Linked DNA regions of Sus scrofa: region 1 is linked to region 2. A link is a contact called in public Hi-C data. All regions are on one chromosome and are shown on one strand. Each heading gives the region's core, a stretch centred on a gene start, on an enhancer-like site or on the middle of the called end of the contact. The rest is flanking DNA. Distances are from core to core; before and after follow the strand shown. Region 1 has its middle 350 kb from the start of SPRY1. Region 2 has its middle 380 kb from the start of ANKRD50.

The links. A called contact is a pair of places that touch in the nucleus more often than the background predicts.
Region 1: a Hi-C map of fetal skeletal muscle shows a contact between it and region 2, with 2.1 times the contacts expected there. The contact joins two enhancer-like sites. A contact is called at or near these places in 1 of 47 Hi-C or Micro-C datasets (fetal skeletal muscle) and 1 of 2 datasets of contacts at active chromatin or transcription factors (skeletal muscle).

The regions. Positions count from the first base shown.
Region 1 is chr8:100,511,648-100,518,707 of Sscrofa11.1, reverse strand. It overlaps a transcript of SPRY1 not described here. Among named protein-coding and RNA genes, the nearest start is that of SPRY1, 350 kb to the left of the region's middle. Within about 2 kb of position 2,482, at least 1 of the 83 cell types and tissues checked has an H3K27ac peak or open chromatin away from gene starts, as enhancers often do. A contact at or near this core is called in fetal skeletal muscle, where this site is marked.
Region 2 is chr8:100,155,337-100,161,770 of Sscrofa11.1, reverse strand. No RefSeq gene overlaps it. Among named protein-coding and RNA genes, the nearest start is that of ANKRD50, 380 kb to the right of the region's middle. Within about 2 kb of position 2,265, at least 5 of the 83 cell types and tissues checked have an H3K27ac peak or open chromatin away from gene starts, as enhancers often do. A contact at or near this core is called in fetal skeletal muscle, where this site is marked.

The DNA.
Region 1 (7,060 bases), core at 1,233-3,732, 360 kb before region 2:
CACTTACTCTGGCTTCTTTTGAAGCTAATGAAATTACCAAAACAATTTTATGCTCCTCTGAAGAACAAAGGGAAGGCAGAACCAGAAAGATGGATCAAACAGAGGCACTATGGAAGATGTCTCAGAGCTTTAACAGCATAAGAACAGTGGTATCCTGTGGCTTTGAGGGGCCATGTTCTCTTATGTTGAGAACTGAATGAAAACAGCTTACTCTAAGCCTGTGTACTACATCTTGCTATAATTAGTTTTTATACAGGGTCTTGGATCTTGGACCAGAGTAGCCATTGCCATTTGTGCAGACAAATCAATCAAATGGTTGAAAATATCCTGGGCTAGGCTTCCTGAGGTCATGGATGTATGACTATCACAAGAGGAACGATTTATTACCGGACATTTATTGAATTGTTATTATGTGAAAGAGACTTATTTAAAGTGAAAACATTTATGCAAGACACAGGCCCTGCCCAGGGGATCTTGTGCACAGTTGCTGAAACTGGTATGGGCCCTTCTATGGCTGAGGGAGGTCAAGGACATTACCAAAGATAAGAGGATTTTCCAGTGATTGATAGAGTATTAGAGTTGAAAGGGCTTTCAGAAATCATCTACTCCCATTTTCTATGAATATAACATCTGTAAATGTGACTTGCCCATCATCACCCAGGAATTTAGCAGAAAGTCATACACACTTACCTTTCCTCTAAATCTGGTAAATTTTTTTTTTTGGTCTTTTTACCTTTTCTAGGGCCGCTCCCACGGCATATGGAATTCCCAGGCTAGGGGTCTAATTGGAGCTGTAGCTACCGGTCTACACCAGGGCCACAGCAACGTGGATCCAAGCCCGTCTGCAACCTACACCACAGCTCACGGCAATGCCGGATCCTTAACCCACTGAGCAAGGCCAGGGATCGAACCTGCAACCTCATGGTTCCTAGTCGGATTCGTTAACCATTGCGCCACAATGGGAACTCCTAAATCTGGTAATTTTTTTCATGATATAACATACATATTTATAATGATTTAACCAGGTCAAGTGCGATTGAATTTTACTTGTATTGCTTTAGTGCTTATTGTTTTTTTTTTTTTTTTGTTTTTTTTTTTTTTGCTTTTTAGGGCCGGACCCATGGCATATGGAGGTTCCCAAGCTAGGGGTTGAACTGGAGTTGTAGCCGCTGGCCTTCGCCACAGCCATAGCAACATGGGATCCGAGCTGCATCTGTGACCTACACCACAACTCACAGCAACACAGGATCCTTAACCCACTTAGCAAGGCCAGGGATCGAACCTGCATCCTCATGGATGCTAGTCAGATTCGTTAACTGCTGAGCCATGACGGGAACTCTTAGTGCTTATCGTTGATTGTTTTAATTCTAATATGCTTGATTAGGTTTTCTCTATATTGTATATTTTAAGCTACAGGAGAGAGGGCAACAGGAAAACTTTTCTATTTTGCACTTTAATTTTTTCATTGTTTAATAGTACTAATTTGAAACTTTTCATTATATAAGTAATATATACTAATTGAATAAAACTAGAAAATATAGCTAGGGAAAATTAAATTCAACCATAATCCACTCCCTTAGAGAAAACCATATATATATGTGTGTGTGTGTGTGTGTGTGTGTGTGTGTGTGTATAGAACCACTAAATGTATAGTGGTTTTATACATATATATATGTATAGATGGAATAAAAAAATGGGATCACATATTTAACCTACTATTTTATCCTTCATTTTTTCATATAACTATTATATGGGCATTTTTCACGTGAATAAGTATATTTAGAATATCATTTTTATTGGGATTGCAAAACAGTTTATTTGTCTTATTTTGGATATTTTACTTATTGTCAATTTTTGAACACTTAGAGAACACATTTTCTTTGTTGTAAATATTCTGAAATGAAGACCCCTATAATTACATGTTTATACATAATTATCTCCTTTACATTTTCAGAAGTAGAGTTCTTGGATCAAAGGGCTCACATGTATGTAAGACTTTTGATACACAGTAGGTCCACTGCCAACACTTTTTAATCCTGATTTCAAAATTTGTAGCTTATATTCAGTGCTGCAAAAAACTTTAAAATCTTCCAAGGGTAGGAGTTCCTGTTGTGGCTCAGTGGAAATGAATCTGACTAGCAGCCATGAGGTTCGTTCGATCCCTGCCCTTGCTCAGTGGGTTAAGGATCCGGCGTTGCTGTGAGCTGTGGTGTAGGTCGCAGACGCAGCTCAGATCTGACATTGCTACGGCTGTGGTGTAGGCTGGCGGCTACAGCTCCAATTTGACCCCTAGCCTGGGAACCTCCATATGCCGTGGGTGCAGCCCTAAAAAAGCAAAAAAAAAAAAAAAAATCTTGCAACGTAAATAGGTCTATTAAAAAAGGCAACAGCAGTTCTCTAGCAAGATATGTAGGGTCACAGTGGCTTAGCATCCACACAGCAGGACTATCATTTCCTGAAATATATTACATAGGTGGCATAGATCAGATGCTGATGGTAAGTGTTTGAGACAGGTGTCTCCTCACTTCTATCCTTCAAAGGCAAGGGGATGATGGTCCTAAATTTAGCAGTGGCAAGAGGATGAAGGTCCTACATTTAGCAGTCACAACTCTAAACCTCCTTACCAGAGATCTCTGACTCACATTTGATAAATCTGAGATATAAACTGGATGTATGGTTCTAAAAGAACTTGGAAGTCTTCAGATGCTAACTAGGGAGCAAATATTGTTACCACCTAGAGGACACTGTGATTCTTTCTTGTTTGAGTTTACTTTCTGTGTGTGATTACTTATTGATATGATAATAAGTAATAGTCATTATTTGCACACTTGGTTTACTAAAACCTGCTAGATGTGTATAATGAAAACATTAAATTCAGCGAAGTTTACACGCATATTTTAAAAATAAGACTATTCTAATATAAAATATTTTCAAAGAGAAAAATACACACATATATTTATTTTTTGCAATGATTATCTTTTATGTTTTGGTGCCTAATGGAATACAAACTATGGTTTCCTCAGATAAGAAATAGTTGGGCTGGTTTCAAGCATGTTGTTTTGAGATAATGTTTTGAGATAATGGTGTTTTGTGATAATAGCTGTAAAGAGTTTCAAGCATGATGTTTCAGCATAGAAATTAACTCCTATCTCTGTTTCTGAAACAGTGTAAACATTCAAAGGAAAATATTGTTTTTATGTATAGAATCTGTGACTAAAATTTTTCATATCATAAATTATAAAGTATCTCCAAAGGTAATATTTTTTACAGCTAAGTATTTTATTATCTAAGCAAATGCTTAGATAATTTTATATTATAACTCAATTCACAGTGTTTTCAATAAACATATATGCAATTGCTTTACCATCTTTACCTTATTTTTCGAGTGTATGTTAGTTCATTCCTTGGAATAGACAACTGTCATTTTTTCAATTTTTATTTTTTGTTTACAGGTCGTGTTTATTTTCATTAGTGGATTCTGGGATAGCTCCAGTAATACTGTTGAAATTTTTAATAGTACTTTTGTGGGATAATGTGGATTTTGTACTTCATAACTACACTCATATTATACAGTAAATATTATTATGTCAGATGAGCTTAGTCTACTTTAAAAACAGAGAGGAGGATATTGCAGTACTGAGTAAAGGACAGGCCTATCTGGAGGGAATGGAGAGAAGTGAGGGAAATAAAAAAAAAAAAGCCTCAAGTGTAGATGACTCCTGGCTTAGGGCTGCCTCAGGTATTAACTGAGAATTCTGAGTAATCATCGGGAAGAATGGTCCTGAACAGCATCTGTCTGGGTGGGTATCTGCCCATATTGAGAGCCATGTTCATTCCAGTTGATCTTGATACTCCTGTCAACCCAAATGTTTGCTCTGGCTAACGTCTTTTCTCTGCTTCATCATTTGTTTTCTCTCCTTCACAGTACAGTTTAGGGCCCACTTCTTCCAGGACAATTTCCCTAACATCCAGTGTCCTCCAAACCACCAATGTAATTCTGGATCCTCTCTATGACTCATCACTTTTATAATCATTGCAACTCCTATTTTTATACTTAGAATATATCCCACTTCTCTTATTAAATAAGAACCATGCAACCAGGACCAAGTCTAAATTTGACTATGTTCCCTGAAACACTAAACAAAATAGTAATATATCTGAGCATTTTGAAATAAGTGCAGTCCTCAGGGGAATTTTAAACCAATTTCTTAACCCAGTAGGTTGGAAATATTTCTTTTAGTTGGATTACAAGAAAGGAAAGGAGATGAGTCTGAGCATTGAAATAGCTATTGAAGATTTGCTTCATGCTGGATATTATACTGAACTTTTTTTTTTTTTTAACACATAACCTCACACAATCCTCAACACTGCCAATGTGGGATATACTGTTAAATTTGTTTTAGAGATGAAGACATAAAGAGTTTGTTTTTTTTTTTCCCCTGATAAGGCTCTGAGAATTCAGAAACTAGGTCTAGGACACATAATTAGTAAGTGGAAGCATTGGAAAAAGAACACAGAAATGTCTGATAGGAAACATTCATTCTTTCAGCCAATTCTAACTTCTTTCTATCCACTTTCTGTTGGCATGATTTTAATAATGTAAAGTAATACTTTAAAACCTCTTTTCTTATTTTAAACTTTCCAAGTTCTGGTGCTGAAAGTTGCTATTTCAGTAACTGATCCTACTGTATAGATTGAGAATTTTAGGATGCATGATCCCATAGTAGGTTCTTTACTCACTTGATCTATAAATACAGGACCATTGCCTTTTAATCTGGAAAGGACTCTAGGGACTGATGTATTCTATAGGGTTTCTCAGCTTCTCACAAAAATATCCATTGAAAACTGCTGTGAAAATAGAGGAGTCAAAAATATCACAATAATAATAATAATAATAATATATTGTCTTTGTAGGCATGCCAGCTAATGTATTACTTGGTTATTGTATCTTACGTGAGGTAATAGTGACGTTACAATGATATCAGCCACAGGGAAGTCCAATAGTGACTATTGTAAATTATATTTTACTAGCTGTCACATTTTTTTTTCAAATGAAATGTGGCTCAGCCAATTCTAGTTAAAGAAGGTCTAAATTGTAATATTTTACTATATTAAACACAGTATAGTATAGAATATAATATCACATATTTTTTCAAATGCAACCCATGAAGAAAAATGTTGATGGTTGCAGAGAGATGTCATCAGAGACTAGGGCAAATTAACTGACACAGTAATTTCCTTCCAAATGCAAACATTCTTAACCTAAAAGAAAGATCTGCTTCATAATGTTGTAAACATATCCTTCCCTGGAGCAGGCTTAATAATTAATGCCAAAAATTCACGATGAGAAATATATATGAGTTTGGTCATAAATGTTCTCATGTATTTTAAATGTCAATAAAATGAATTGCCTTTATTATTTCAGGATGATAACTTGTTCCTAGACACTGCTACTTTGCAGGGGATGATGACCACACTGGCATATAATGAAATATTGCAGGAACATGCCTTAAGCATTTGTAAAACACACCTTTTGCTTTGAATCAATGCAGTAAGTGCAACATATAGGGGCGCAAAGAATATGCTTGAGGAAATCCAACCCCTGCCCTTATTTCCACTTCCACTCTCATAAATCAGTCTAGGTGAATATCTTAAGCTCAGTTCGAAAAAAAAATTTTTTTTAAAGACAATACTCCTCTTTCTTTGGCTTGCAGGGCCAAATGCTCTATTCACATCACCCTTACTTTCTAGACACAGCTTTTGTTTGTTTTTCAGAAAATCTCTAAAGGCTTAGCTTCTGCAGACAATTTTGTTCCACATTAAGAGAGAAGGACTTGTGTCTATTCTTACTCCATGGCACATTAAAAACACGTGAGGGTGACACAATAGGTACGGATAAGAACAATTAATTCATGTCATGGGAAGAATTATCAATTGGATAGAAAATTAAATACAGGGTTTTGGATTTCAGTTCCAATATATACAGAACTTGAAAGTGGTCACTCCTGCCTTTACAACAGTGCAACTGAATGCACTTAAAATTGATGACGTTCCAGAGTTCCTGTTATGGCACAGTGGAAACAAATCCGACTAAGAACCATGAGGTTGTGGGTTCAATCCCTGGCCTCATTCAGTGGATTAAGGATCCGCTGTTGCCGTGAGCTATGGTGTAGGCTGCAGACGTGGCTTGGATCTGGTGTTGCTGTGGCTGTGGTGTAAGCTGCGAGCTACCACTCTTATTGACCCCTAGCTTGGGTACTTCCAATGTGCCACACTTTTGGCCCTAAAAAGCAAAAAAAAAAAAAAAAAAGTTAAAAATTAGTTAAACATGATAGATATAGTCACCCTGAATGTTTATAAACATCAGGTAGAAAGGTATTGTTGGAATTAAATAAATGCGGACTTGTACAATCAGATAATGGTAGTTGCTGTGGTAAATAGTCTTTATAATTCCAATGGCTTAACACAATACTAGCTTTCTTCTTGCTCCTGTGGAAGTTCATCTGGTATTCCTAGGTAGTGTCAGGGACCAACCAAGGTCTTTCTGTCGCATGGCCTCATCTTCCCTAGTACTTCATATATTATGCATTGAGGTGATACAAAGGGGAAAGACAGATCAAAGGGTAAATATATAGAGACATGTAATTCACAAATTTTTCTCCAAAGCAACTTTGAGAATGACAGTTTAATTAGAAGATATTTATAAGTTTGAAAGGGAAGGTATAAACCACTAGGGCTTAGAGGAAGATATCCCATGAACGTCAATGTAGGGCACTCTGTTATATAAATGTAAAATATAATCTCTAAAAGGAAAATGTAGTATTTTAGATAAATTTGCCAAAGAAAACTTGAGATTTAAAGAACTATGGAAAAAAAGCACTTGAATCAAGTCTAAAGAATTACTTGGACAATTTCTGGAAACCGGTATTAATAAATTGCTTTTTAAAAAAAATTTGGCAAAAAGTTTTATTTTAAATGTTAAAAAATGGACCAATCAGGTGAATGTCTAAACCTAAACAGGTTTAAATGAAATATGCTGTTCTAAAATGCTTACCTCTCT
Region 2 (6,434 bases), core at 1,016-3,515:
TTTGACATATTTACCCCTTGTATGTATTTGTCAGCTGGAAAGTGGAAAGGGATTATTCAAAGTAATAGCTAATATATGGTAAATCAAAGCAAGAATACCTAAGTTTTCAATGTCCAGGTTAAATTATCTTCTAATTATAGTTTTAGAAATGTGTTGCATTCCTCAAAGTATTTTGGGCCTCAGTAATATACTGCTTCAAATATTAATGTTAAAAAGTACTCTAATATCAGAATTACCGTCGTGGCGCAGCGGAAATGAATCCAACTAGGAACCACGAGGTTTCGGGTTTGAGCCCTGGCCTCACTCAGTGAGTTAAGCATCCGGCATTGCCATGAGCTGTGGTGTAGGTCACAGACTTGGCTCTGATCTGGCATTGCAGTGGCTCATGGCGTAGGCCGGCAGCAACAGCTCTGATTAGACCCCTAGCCTGGAAACCTCCATATGTCTCAGATGTGGCCCTAAAAGGAAAAAAGAAAAAAAAAAAACAGCAGCACAAAAGTACTCTATTATATCACCTTTATGTACATTTATTTTATTATACAGCACCTATAAAAAAGAAAAATTTAATTCAAAACACATATATTTCTCACTAAAATCTATTTCAGAATTACCTTTTGGGATTTTTTGTTAAATATCACTTTTTGAATGTGAAGGAAACTACTTGAGTCATATCATACAAAAATTAGAAGAAGCTCATTTAAAATACATTTTTAAATAGCTAAGATCAAGCTTGTTATTCAGTTTAAGATATTGTATAATCCCTCTAAAGTCTAAAATTCTCCTAATTTCAGAATATTTACCATATGGCTAACTGATAAGAAAACAGTTCCCACTTCACTCAAGAAGTCAGCCACCTACTATTAAAAACCTTCCCTTGCCACAGGTTGAGGGAAAGCCAAGCCTCCTGTCACGCTTCCAGGCCAGAATACTCCAACCAAAGTAACTAGTTCCTCCTTTAAGCTTTAAATGTTAGTCTACCTTCCAATGGAAATCCATAAATTTTTTTTCCTTCCAAAAATACCAGTCACAAGTATCAAATCATTCTGTTCATTTCCAGTGCTGGAATTCTTTTAATTTCCTATGGCATGGGCATTTACTCTTCAGAAGGCATAGGGAGGAGATGGTGATCGCCTAATGAAAAAGCCCAAGTTAGAGCATTCCCACTGTATATATTGATTGCAGCAATCTCTAGGCTTCAGGTATTAATAAGAGATGAATAGACCTGCCAAACTGGAGGCCCCCAAATCACATTTCTCTTACTTTTTTTTTTCCATTTAAAAATTCCAAGGTATACATGGAAGGATCTCTCTGACCTAACACAAATCCCAAGAGAAAATGTTGTTGTTGGAAGTACTAGTTTTTGTTTTTTCACCACCCCATACATGATTAGACAAAATCTTTTCATTATCTGTCTTGCAACACATAAAAAAATTTACATTTCCCTTTATTTCTAAGCCCACCATTTTTCTAGAGCACCAGACGTATGAAGTATTTAGCCGTATTTTATTTGTGTTCATTTATTTGGTTAAAATAAAAACTGAGAAGGAACCTCTGAGTTTTCCTTTCACAGCTGTGATTAGAGAAACATGAAAATCTGAAGCAATGAAATTTATAGACCTGTAAATCACATTCCATTTTCAGAGTCTGAAAAATTATAGAGATTAGGAAGCTTGGCAAAGAGAAGTTCATTACTCTTTCACATGGACATTTGTTTAGTTGGTCTACTTATGTTATCACAGAACTTTTGGGGGTGCCCTAATGAGTCACTCAGATGACTTTATACTCACACATCACTTTGGGGAAACAAAGATTAACAACAACAGGTGTTACTGGTGTGAGATATTATGCAGGCTGAAAATATAGCCCTATATCTTTGGAAATATTTGACTCCAAAAATATATGTGAAAAACAGCCCCCAAATGTTTCTGTGCTCCAATTTGATTTTATTTTAGAATTGCTTATGTTACTAGGATTTATGAGTGTTACTTCCCCAAAAGAATGGCATATCTTTCAGCTCGCAGTGTGTACTTTAATGGAAATAGTGTGCTTTTATGGAATAAAAGTTCTCTGAAGCCCTGCCTAAGACTGTTTCAAACCAGAACCTCTACATTGTGTCTGGAAAATCACTAAAAGAGAAACAGACAGAAAAAAAGCAAATCTGTTTTTTAAATCTTCTTTTTGAAACTTCCTGTGTGACTTACTTGCTAGGATTTTTATTCCATGGTATCTGTAAGATATCAGTGATTTGCATTTGGAAAGTTATCCTGTGAGTTATTTATATCCCATATCTCTGTCTCAGTTATGTGTTCAACAGCTGCATCCCACATGACTATTAAAGGAGCTGTCAAAAAGCAGAACATTTACAGATAAAGACTTAAAAAACTAGAATCAAACCTTAATTACCCAGTGAAAGTCATGATGTTTTGAAACAATGGATATTTCTAAATATTTCACACTCGTAATCTTTCAGTGATTTCATACAGAAGTTGTACCTTTCAAACTAAGTTTAAATTAGGTAATTAAGTGTAGCTGCTATTCCCCTTGATACAACTGTGGAGAGGCAGGGTAGGGCAGAAGCCTTGGGTTATACTGGATGGCATAACCTAAAACATACTATAGCTGTAGATAATGTGAATGTTCTTCAGAGATTTTCTTCATTATCCTTTAGTTTAAAAATATTCACTTCAAATGCACATTGTTTTCATTTTTTATTTCTTATTTTAATTTTAATTTTTTTTGTCTTTTTAGTACCACTCCTGTGGCATATGGAGGTTCCCAGGCTAGGGGTCAAATTGGAGCTGTAGCCACTGGCCTACACCTCAGCCCCAGCAATGCCAGATCTGAGCTACATCTGCGACCTACCCCACACCTCACAGCAACGCTGGATCCTTAACCCATTGAGTGAGGCCAGTGACCGAACCTGCATCCTCATCAATACTAGTCAGAGTCGTTTCTGCTGAGCAACAATGGGAACTCCATACATTGTTTTTAGATCAAGCCAAATTCTACTTATTTTATACATTCTCATGTATTTACTGAGAATCATAGATTCTTATATTTGTTACACATCTTTTTTAGAGTTATCCCAGTAAGTTATCAGCTAACTGTTCTTCCAGGCATGAGATTTTCATCAACTGATAAACCTGATCATTCCTGGGAAGAATAATTTAACCTCAGAACCTACTGTCACAGCAGGTTAAATTTATGATTAACAAGTCTAAAGAATTTTTTTTCTTAACCTTAAAATAAATATTCATGATTAGTTGAATTAAGCATAGCCTTCCTTTTTTTACATTATAATGTTCCGTATTTATCATTCTTTATATTACATCATGTAAAATTTATTAAATGAATCCAATAAGTTACATTGTACACAGTTATAGAATTATAATTTAGAAATACAATTAACCTTTTTTTTTTCCTTTTGCCCCCACGTAACCTAATTATAGTACTTACCCCAGGAGGGGCAATTCAAAGTGAAATATGTCATGTCAGTTTTCTGTTTTGTAAATTATTTGTATCCATTATTTTTTTATAAAGTAGGAAGTTTGGTTTAGATTCTTCCTATTTTCTGAATTTCCTTTTACTATCACCATTTTTCAAAGAAAATTTGGGAATTTTGCTTCTCAAAATTCCTTCCTTCCTGTTCTATTTTTCCCTGTTCCCAACATCAGATAACCATAATTTATTTTGCTTTACTGAGTAGATTCAAGATTTGTCTTTCTCAGCTAATAATTAATAATAATAATAATCATTAGTTGAATGCATCCTGTGTATTAATGTCTGTCATGTATTGAGAATCTAAGACATTTAAGTTTGACAAAGCCAGGTACTTTCCCAAATTAATGCCCAATAAATCAGAGAATATACTTGACTGAGACAAAGGAAATAAACACAGATTACATTCTACTTCAGACTATGGAATGGTGGTATTTCCTTTGTAACTTCCTTTTAGTTCTTATTAAAGAAAATGAAAAGGAAGATGTAATTAAATATTAAAATATTTTAATGTTTAAATGAACTTTGCCATGTGGGTAAAATGCAGTTGACGTACAGTGTTGCGTTAGTTTTAGCTATATTATATAGTGATTTGACATTTACATGCATTATGAAATGAACACTGCAATGTCTAGTAACTATCTATCCCCATACAAAGTTGTTAGAATATTACTGACTATATTCCATATTGTTGTATATTATATCTCACTGCTTATTTATTTTCTGACTGGAGGATTGTACCTCTTATCCCATTCACCTATTCCACACACCCCCACCAATCCTCCCTTCCAGCAACCACCCATTTGTTCTCTGTATGTGTGAATCTGTTTTTGTTTTATTTTGCTTTGTTTTTTAGATTTTACATGTAAAAGAGGTCATAGAGTATTTTTCTTTCTCCTTCTGACTTTTTTCACTTAGCATAATACTGTCTAGATCCATCCATGTTGTCATAACTTTTTAATGGCTGCATAATAGTCCAGTGTATATAGGCATAACTGGGAAATATTGTAGATTTGGTTCCAGACCACCACAATAAAGTGAATATTGCAGTGAACAAGTCAGAGATATTTTGGTTTCCTAGTGCATATAAGGTTATAGTTACATTGTACTGTAGTCTATTAAGTGTGCAATAGCATTATGTCTGAAAAATTATATACTCTAATTAGAAAAATATTTTATTGCTAGAAAATGCAGACTATCCTATCAGGCTTCAGGGAGTCATATATAATATTTTTGTAATAAGAACATCAAGGATCACTGATCACAGATCACCATAACAAACACCATAATAGTGAAAAAGCTTTGAATACTGTGAGAATTACCAAAATGCAGAGACTCAAAGTGAGCGAACGCTCTTGAAAAAATGGTGGCTATAGACTTGTTTAATGCAGGTAACACAAACCTTCAATTTGTTTTCTAAAAAAGCATTATCTGTGACATGGGATAAAGGGAGAAAAATAAAACAAGGTGTGTCTGTGTTTATCCCACATCTTTATCAATTCATCTACTGATGAACTTAGGTTGCTTCCATGTCTTAGCTCTTGTAAACAGTGCTGCAATAAACATTTGATAATCATATATATTTTTTCCACCTAGTGTTTTTGTTTTCTTCTGGTAAATACCCAGAAGTAAAACTGCTGAATCATGTAGCAGTCCTATTTTTAATTTCTTGAGGAACCTCCATACTATTTTATTGCCGTTATGAAATGCCAACCTAATGTGTTCCTGGAAGATGATGTTTTACTGTACATTTTCAAGTATCTATGAAAAAAATCTTCCCTTACAGTTGTCTATAAAGGCAGTTTTATTCATGTGGATGCTAGGAGTTAAACAACGAATTGACACCTACTAGTGAATGTTTCGTGGGAGGGGCCAGAGTGTAAATCATCAAGTGAAGTTTTCCCATTTTTCTTGCTTTTTTTCTTCCTATATAAGATTCACAATTAATCTGTCAGAGATTCAGATGACTTGTCTCTCAGTGAAGGATTTCCCAGTCTATTCAAGTAAAATTAATTATTTTTCTTCTGTTTCACTGAAGTTAGTAGCGGCGCTATTTTTATAAATTTACTTTTGTATGGGATATTGAAAAAAGAGAACATTCATGGGAGTTCTGATATATGATAGTTTCTGTAATCTACTAATATTCCTGAAAAAAACCCTTAGTACCCTTTGATTGAGCTCTTAGTACCTGATGAGGCGAATAGAGCCACAGCAGGGTTTCTAAATGCTGAAGAAATGAGGAAAATGGGAGCCAAGGGTGCTTAAAGAGTGAGGATGAGGGATCGGGCAATAGCCTGAGGCTGCCCTGGAAGGTAGAATGGTTGGCATGGTATCTATTGATGTGCTGGGATGGCAAAACTCAGAGAAGTCTGGTTGGGGGTTAACTTTATACAAATACTCAGCTACACACACACACACTCACACACACACACAAACTGGTAGCTCTAAATAATTTCATTAATTGTCCTGGATGGATTCACTCATTGTGAATAAATTCAGGAAAGGTGGAGGAATCTCAACTTCTCCACCCAGGGCTTTTCAAAGAGGATAAAAGTCATAAAGAAGTTTGAATACATGCAGAACCTTAGAGCCCTTTTAGATCAGACTAGAGAGTATTACAGTGAAGCATGCACTTTTTTACTCTCAATATTGGTTGAAGTTACTTGGTAAGATATTGAGAATGACGTTGCTTAAAGTGTGGCCTTGAATCCCATGATTTATTTGATTTTAAATCTTTTTTCAGGAGTTTTCCTGTGTGCCATCAGTGTACTTGCCACTTTTTAGAATATATTAAGACAGTGTCCTTGTCTGATTTCAGCAATCTGTCTCACACAATTAGTTGTAATTTTTACTTCCCGTTATAGAGCCATGGCTTACTTTTCCACATGAGTGTCTAACTGAACTGGACATTAAAAACTGATTCTTATTGAGCTGCA